2 separate regions of the Rattus norvegicus genome follow, and region 1 is linked to region 2. The links are chromatin contacts, called in public Hi-C maps. All regions are on one chromosome and are shown on one strand. The core of a region is the stretch at or near the end of the contact, and the rest is flanking DNA. Distances in the headings are between cores, read along the strand shown. Region 1 holds the start of Ccni (cyclin I). Region 2 has its middle 47 kb from the start of Pramel38l2.

Region 1 (4,262 bases), core at 347-2,846, 120 kb before region 2:
GGGACACGACCCTGCCTTTGCATTTCATTACCGTCATGACCATTGCTAGATCTGTTTCTTAACTAACCATATCTTTACCACCAACAGTTTCCAAAATTTAGCATTATGCCCCCCCCAAATCACAGCTTACACTTATCAGGTGCTTATCAACTAATAGCCCTCAATGCTTTGCTATTTGGCTAGCTATTGTTCCTATTAGCCTAGGCAATCCTCGTTTAACCCTATGACAGTGGTATTACTAAAGCCATTTAAAGGATGAACAAACATACAGGTAGGTTGAATACTCTTAATTTTTAAGAATTGCATGACCAGAATAAACAAATACTCTTGGCTTTTAACCTAGACCCCCAACCCCTTTTAAGACAGGGTCCTACCATATAGCCCTACCTGTCCTTAAAGTCTCTAGGTATACGAGGCCGCTGTTCACATGTTCAATGGCTCTTCACTGACAGGGTGAAACCTAAGTATTTTACTTTGCTATTCTAAGATCTTCAGTTGATCCATCCACCTCGTTGAACTATTTACCTCACACCTTCCACTAGTTTACTACAATGTTCAACTTCTGCCAAAATGATCTGCAGCAGAGCAGGTAACTCAGCAGGGAGCATTTAGCTCTTCTTGCAAAATTCGGCATTTTTCTGTCCTTTACAAGGCAATTCAGTTCCTTCACTTCTCTAGTTTCCTCCACCCGCCCAAGCCCTGGGTAACGTTACCCACCCGCAATTACCGCGCCCGGTGTGGGGGGGAGGGAGGCTATTGGCTTGACATTCACAATGCTTTGCCGGGTAAATTATCTTTGGTGGCCACGCGGGATCCGTGGCCTCTGAGTGGGGGTGTGTCCCCTTCTTTATTAGCACTGGCTCCCACAGCCTGGAACTGGCACCCCCGACGGTCACTGGCTGTGGCTACAAGTTACTTGGGGAAAGGAAACCCACCCAGCATTGCCAGAGACGGCAAGGGGGGCGTCCCTGAGGTGCCCAGGAAAGGACCGCCAAGGGACCCGTCCTCGGGGGAACGGCGCGCGCCCCCGCGAGCTCCCACTCCGGCAGCGCGCACGGCGACCGCGTCGCGCCCCCGCCCTCACCTTCTCCTCCTCTTCCTCCTCCTCCTCCTCCCCGGCAGAGCTGTAGGCCTCACAGTGGTGACGCGGGGTCATCCGGGGGCCCGTTACCACCTCATGATCCTCAGCGCGCGGCGGCGGGGCGCGCGGGACTAGGGCCGGGCCGACTGAGGAGGGAGAAGAGGGCAAACCGGGCCGGCGGGCGCGGGCACTCGGGCGGGACGCACGGCTGCGGCCGAAGGGTCACTCAGCGAACTAATTCCATGATGACCCTGGGCCGGAGGCCGCCGCCGCCGGTCCCGCTCCTCCGACCGCTGCCGCTGGTGCCCGGGTGAGGAGGGGGCGCCCTCTCGCCATAGGGCGGCGGGGGCCGGGGAGAGGCGCGGGGTGAGGCCGGCTCTGCCCCTGCCCGAGGGAAGCGCCTCCGAGGGGAAATGGTGAAAGGGGGGAAGGGGAAAAAAGAAAAGAAAAGGAAGGGGGAAGGGGGAGAAAATAAGAAAAAGCGAGACAGAGGCGCTAGCGCGTCCGCTCGCGGGGGAAGGCTGGGGAGGGAGGGGCGAGCAAGAAAAGCGCTGGCCTCCTAGCCCCGCCCTCGCGGACTGATCTCAGCCGCGCGCGTCTGTAAACAACGTCAGTGTTCTCCTTCCCGCAATCTTCGGTGTCCTGTGGACGCGTAAGAGAGTTTGAACAAAGACGAGTTTTGGGAGAAGATCTGGGGAAGGCTCTGGAACTTGGGTGAATGGGGAAAGTGCGTTTTGTGTGGACAGGGAGAAGGAAAGGTGCGCGGACTCCTTTTCCTCGGATGCGCGGAGGAACCCCTCTCCGTCCTCTCGGTGACGTAAGAGGCTTGGTTAGCCGAGGAGGCGTGCAGTGGCCGGAGAGTGTGCTGCGCATGCGCCTCTGGAAAGAAAGGCGCCGCTGAGCGCTAGCCTCAGGGAAGGCTTACTGGGTGAGCGCCTGCACCCAACCTAGAGTCTCCTAGTGTTTCCCTACCCTACTTGTCCTTAGCCCTCCTAAACGAATTTCTTGGACGTAGATGGTGATCTTTTGTGTAAATATCTCATTCTTTGTTGACCTTACATAAAATGATGTTGTCCCTCCCGCTCCTATTATGAGTATGGACCTGTGTCTTTTTACCATCCTGTGGGTGATGGGAGACTAAAGCACTTTGGAAATCAGAAAATTAAGGGGATCATATCCTGGGTGCTTAAGGCCACTTTTAAAAACAGTGGATTAGACTACTGACTTGGCTTGGCTGTGCGCCAATGGAATTCTAGTCATCAGCCAGTATGTCTAGTATTTCAGGGTCTTGTTTTATCACTAGGTCCTTAATGAATGCGACTAAGTGTGTTTTATTTACTTGGAGTTCTTTTTACTCCAGATGGTAAATTTTGCTTATCTTATAATGGCTCTAGTCATGAAAAGAATGCAGATAACTTCGGGAAGAAGGGGAAACCTGGAAGTTAACCATTTACCTAGTCAAGTATCAGTTTACATCATTGGGGAAAAAAAATACAGATCAGGCTCTTACAAAGCTGGAATTAGCTTGAAGACAAAAGGCTCCTGCTTAATAAATATTAAAAAGAAAAAAAAAAAAAAGACTGGAGAGAGGGCTCAGCAGTTAAGAGCATCGACTGCTCGTTCAGAGGTCCTGAGTTCAATTCCTAGCAACTACATGATGGCTCACAACCAACAGCAACGGTGTACTTACAATAAAATGAATATTAAAACAAGAAAACAAAAACAAAAGGCTCCTACCTTCATGGAGTTTGCAAGTCAAGCACAGAATTACTCAAGTGCTACTAGTCGCTGTATAAAATTACCTAAAAGACTATTTTAATATACAGCCATCCCCTCCCTAAAATATGAGGTCCTGGATGGCACAGATCTTGTATAGTTTGTTTTATGGCATCTCTATTTGTGAATCTCAGTGTTTGATTTCTGGCCCCATAACCAAGTGCTAGTAGCAGAAGGATTAAGATGGGAAATTGAGGACTGCTGTGGAAACACCTTTAGCCCGCTCTGGGCTATCAGTAAACGTTTCTCTGAAGAAGTAACATTTAAATGAAACTTGAAATCTCTGGGCAAAGAAAAATGCAAGGACAGGAAGCAGCATATAGAAAGTCTACGAAGCATCCCTGCCTCTCAGACTTCAGGGGGAGAAAGCTGAGGTCAGAGAAGATTCCATAGGACACAGTAGGGAGTAGGAAGCACCAGAGGGTTTTCAGGAAGGTTCTATGTACGCCTGCATTCCCTACCCTATCTAGTCCTTTTCCGTTTTGTTACACGTTCTTTTTTTTTTTTTTTTTTAAATATGACCGACGTACTATTTTTCTGGATAATAGTATCAGGAATATGGACTTTCTGCATAACTTAAAGTGGCACAACTCTGGTGGCACCAAGGAAGCATTTCTGCTTAAGGAAGTCTGGGTAAGACCTCAGCAGTAGTCTGTGTGCCTAACTGAAAGGGCTTGGATTCAATCCCTGTAACATTGTAACACCACAAAATGTACTGGGGGGGGGGGAAGGAGAGGGAGAGGGAGGAGAGGAATATTTATATTTATATGTGGGAGGTGGAGAGATGACTCAGTAGTTAAGAGCAAGTATAGAACCCAAGTTGGAGTGGCTCATGGTGATGCACACCTCCAGCTCCTAGTAATCTGATCTGGCGCCCTCTTCTGGACTCCACTGGGACCTGCACTATACAGGTGCATAGCTCCCATGCACACAGGTACACATAATTTAAAATTAAATATATATTTAAAGAGGTTCTATGTGGATAGAAAGGTGTCACTGAGCGCTAGCCTCAGGAAAGGGTCTCTGAGTGAGCATCTGCACCCAACCTAGAGCCTCCCAGTGTTTCCCAGCCCTACTTGTCCTTAGCCCTCCTAAACAAATTCCTTGGACGTAGATGGTGATCACAGGTAAAAGGTAAAGCAACTGAAACTGGCAATAATAATCTTCAAAAAAACAGTTTATAATTAAATGAGGTCTCTTATATACCCCTGGTTACACTTTAATTGGCTTAATCCTTATGTCAAACAACTCGGCAAAATATTCACCAAAAGCCATAAAGATGTAAATACTGTTGGATGCAGGAAACCTCAACGAAGCTTGTGCATAGAGAGGCTAGATGATTTTCTTTTTCACTCTTCGAGTAACAGCTTTATTGATGCATAAACCATCCATTTAAAGCATATGG
Region 2 (4,288 bases), core at 1,042-3,541:
AAGAAGGAGGGTGGGCCACTGACTGATTGGCAGGTAAATAGGAAGAAGGAGGACGGGAGAGTGGTTGGCTTTTCATTCTTGCCTGATTTCATTCCACTTTCTCCCAATGTCTCTTGTCATTATAGGTTAGGGGTCTTGTCTCTACTAATTTTGTTCTTACCACTTTGCTTTAGACTAATGTGAGGCTAGATGCTTCTGGTTCTCCAGATGGGATAGACATTTTCTTTTTAGTTTATGTGCATTTTAATTGGTTCCAAAATTTTAGGCCATGGTGCTGATTATACGAAAAGCAGATCGGGGTCATGTCAAAAGTATAGACAGGGGTATAAAGTGTATGCGTATGGAAAAAAAGAACAGTAGAACACAGGTGCTGAACCTATGTGCTCTTAATCCGAATTCTCACTTACTGTATCAGCATTTTCATCGAATCTAAAGTTTCCAGCAAGTTCAATTCGATTAGACATGAGCACAAACTAAACTTGAAAGCAGAACCAGGAGAATGCTGTGGAAAACAGAACCAAAAGAGGTCCCTGCAGTAGAGGTAGGCTGTTAAGATCTGTTAAGAACAATCATAGAATGTAGATACTATCACAGAGGAAAAAAGGGAGAACCACAGGTTAAGTCAATTTCCTATCAAGAACTATGAAAATGGTCATTTTTGGATTGTTTTGAAAAAGCTCTGTATCCAATTCAAGTGCCTTTACAGCTCCTCTTTAGTTGGAACTACCTATGTGATAGTAAGAGGTTAAGTATCATTTTCAAGTAGCAGGAAGCTATGTCCCTACCTGTAGTCAGGTCGACATTACTCTTACCTTGCTCAGCAGGAAGATAGGTGTATTAGGGATACAATCACTTCCTGGGGCAAGACGCCCTTATCTGACTATTATAAATGCTGACTCTTACGTCAACTGGGAAACCAGGGTTTTTACTATGAACACAAGTGTGTGGTGTGGCAAGATCATAGATTGTCACGAGCTGAATCATGCCTGTGTTTGCACAAGTCTAAATGACCAATAAAGACATAATAGGGTGGAGTAGGTCACTGAGGACTTTATTGTGTCTCACATCTGAGATGGTATTTAAGGAATAAGGCACACCTCTCAACTGCCTAACCTGAAGTACCTTTGTAGATGATAACTAAGAGGTCCTGGGATTTGAATCCAGGATCTGGTTCTGCTACAAAACAAGAGAAAACCATTGTGGAATCTCTTCCCCTGATGTCATCGGCATTTTTTAGTATACATGCATGTTAAGTGCTCTAGAGTATATAGGACCTGTTGGCACATGTGATTGGCTTTAGGTTTTATTCTTCCTCTTGTTATGTGGTTAATACCTTGGGCATTGCCTTCCTAAGGGCCCAGTTGACTTCTCCTTTCTGATTGTTTCAGCCTTCACTTCTATTAAGACTGTTGTCTTCAGACCATCTATTGATCATTTGACTTGATTGTAATCTCATCAGCTCTTACCTTTATGCCCTTTTCCTTTGTCCCAGTCACCACTTTGCAGCTCTCATTGTCTCTCTGATGAACCACAACCCCGATGAGTCTAGTTATCTGCTGTCCTGACCCTTGAAAACTAGAGCTTGGCTGATAGTCTTTGGATGGTTCAAGGCACTAAACTCACCACCAGCCTGGAATTCAATTCTCTTAGCTGCCGAATACCTCAGAAGAGAGGAGGGAGGGAGGCAGACAGTCATTCAGTAATCTAATAAATGTAGAGTTTCTGAAGCTAACTTTGCTTCTTCTTATAACTTGTTTCCCTTTGTCTTCTAGATTATAAACCAAACCTGAGCTAGTAAATTACCGTGTAAGGGGAATTGATTAATTGCTGTTGGTCTTACAGGGTCTCATCAAATCCTCCATCATTAGACTTGACAACTGTGCAGCAGAAATCTCTAAAGAGGCTCCGGTCACCAACTCCCTGATGTTCCTTTCTGAATCTGTCCGGACCTCTGGTGTTTCGGATTGGGAGATTAGAAGTCATATGACTCCCCCTTAGCAGCGTGGACTCTGTGAGAAGAGTCACTGTGGTGTAGAGACTCCTGTGGACACTGAAAAGGCTTCAAGAGATCTTAGGAGTAGGCATGTGGGTGTGCACAGCTGTGATAAAGCGCTTGTCCTGCAAAGGAGGGCTGAGAGATCTCCTGTTTTGAAAGAGAGCTCAGCTGACAAGCACAACTCAGTTGTGTTGACTCTGCCAAATTGAGAATCACCTTATCTTTCTGACTAGAAATGGACCCTTTGTCCCTGGGACATGCTTCTGAGGAACATCCACACTGCAGTTCGAGATATAGACTATTTTCCAATAGCAGGTCTGCCGTGTTCTTTTTTTCCTGTGTTTTCCAAGTGCCCTCTACTGGTAGATGTACTTAAAGCTCTAATTGATGAAACTGCAGATAGGAGACAAGGCTTCCTGCCATGGTCTTTGCCCTGCCTTAGTTCTATTCTCTGGACTTGTTTCTAGTCTCTGGCATCAGTACTTAGCCATAACTATACTCCTATCTTGTCCATCTGAGAGTAATTTCCCATTTGAAAAAAACGCAGAACTGGAAAATTTGGGCTAATCTTAAAGAAAAAAAAATCATGTCTGAGCTCTCCTTGAAAGACATAAAAGGCCATTTATCCACCACCCTTTCTCCATCCCAAAAGTGAGGTTGTTGCTGGTGTCTGAATCTGCCTTCAGTGTATCCAGGCACATAGTGCACTGGGCTAGAGAGGAAGGAATGAACTACGTTGGTGTGAGTGCAGGAGAAATAACCTTCAGTGAAGATGGTTTTCAGTGTATCAGCTCTTGTTATTGGGGGTGAACAGGGTTGTATCAACCTTGGAGAGTGGGTGGGGGTTTTCTGTGTGAGTGTTCATCATTAGGCTGAGGTTGAGGTGCTGGGAGTGCTTTATTAGCATGAAGAGAAATTCTAGGTGCTTTCTGGATATGTCCTTGTAGGGAGAGAGGACCTTTAAGTTGTACTTTGGCCACCAGGTTATGTGACTATCTCAAGTGGTGGCGATGTGGGTCAGAAGGGTTACATACCCTGGGAATGCAGTCAGAGCAATGACGAAACAGTCCTATTCCTGCTGGTCTCAGGACAGGATTTTCAGGGTTTGGATGCATCTGTTCTCAGTCTTGCTTTAGACTGGCACCCCCAATTGTACACCTTTCTGGGCCCACAGTAGGTGATAGACAAAATACAGATTCCGACAAGCCTACCTAGGCCAAGATAATGAGCTGATGTACCTTAGAAAACTCTTCCAACCTCCTCCTTCTTAAATCACATCTTATATTATTTTCTGAGATTTCATATAGCTGTCAGAAGGGAAGGGCCTTTTCCTCCTTTCTAGAAAAAGAAAGTTTAACAGGCCTATTACCCTTGATCTGGTCTCCTGAATACCTACCTATGTTGCCATTTGCTGGGTTTGGGGTTCTGTTGTAACTTTGAGACTGGGAAGATTATGGTTGGTCCTTTATGTGCATATCCAAAGAGAATAGAGAGATTGGGGTTATTGAACAGGAAGCAATTTATGGTACACGTGGATTAGTGTGGCAGAGCCATCCACCCAGTAGGGCTTCTCCCCTTCATTGTGGAACTTAGTTAACTCAGGGGTCATTTCTTCCAAGCTTTTCTTTCTGGGTTCAATATGACTTTAGTTTGTCCTTTTCTTACTTGATTTGGGGTCCAGGTCTGACACTTCCATCGAAGTCAAAGCTATTAGTATTTAGAAGGTTTATGTGACATAGTCTGTCTTAGGGTTTCATTGCTGTGAAGTGTTACCATGACCATGGCAACTCTTATAAAGGAAAACCAATTGGAGCTGGCTTACAGTCCATTGTCTTCATGGAAGGAAGCATGGTGGTAAGTAGACATAGTGCTAGAGGTACTGAGATTTCTACATCTTGACCAGAAGGCTAGCTCACGCTGGGCCTAACGAGCATTTATGAGACCTCAAAACCCTCAAACCCTCCTCCACCGTGACACACTTCATCCAAAAAGGCCTAATAGTGCCACTCCCTATAGATATTCAAATATATGAGTTTATGGGAGACCATTTTTATTCAAACCACATAGTCCTTTATTTTTCATTCTCTTTGTATAGAATCCTGACTAACACCAACCCCAGTGCTATAAAAGCAAAGACTGTGGAGAGTTGCCTGGGTCACTATAAATCCAACAAGGCAATCATCAGCCCAAATGTCAATCTAACCTTTCTGATCTGGGTTTCTCTGGCTGCCTGAATCTCACATGCATAGTTGAAAGAGCCAGAGTTTGGGGTCAATCTAAGGTCAGTGGGAA

Evidence for each region. A called contact is a pair of places that touch in the nucleus more often than the background predicts.
Region 1: a contact with region 2 is called in a Hi-C map of mammary epithelial cells, with 2.0 times the contacts expected there. The contact joins the promoter of Ccni here to the enhancer-like site in region 2.

What each region holds. Positions count from the first base shown.
Region 1 is chr14:15,161,429-15,165,690 of GRCr8, reverse strand. Ccni (cyclin I) reads right to left here and starts at 1,596. Exons shown (of 8, transcript NM_001105998.1): 1 at 1,481-1,596; 2 at 1,085-1,407. It also overlaps a transcript of Septin11 not described here.
Region 2 is chr14:15,044,729-15,049,016 of GRCr8, reverse strand. No RefSeq gene overlaps it. Among named protein-coding and RNA genes, the nearest start is that of Pramel38l2, 47 kb to the right of the region's middle. Within about 2 kb of position 2,291, at least 1 of the 93 cell types and tissues checked has an H3K27ac peak or open chromatin away from gene starts, as enhancers often do.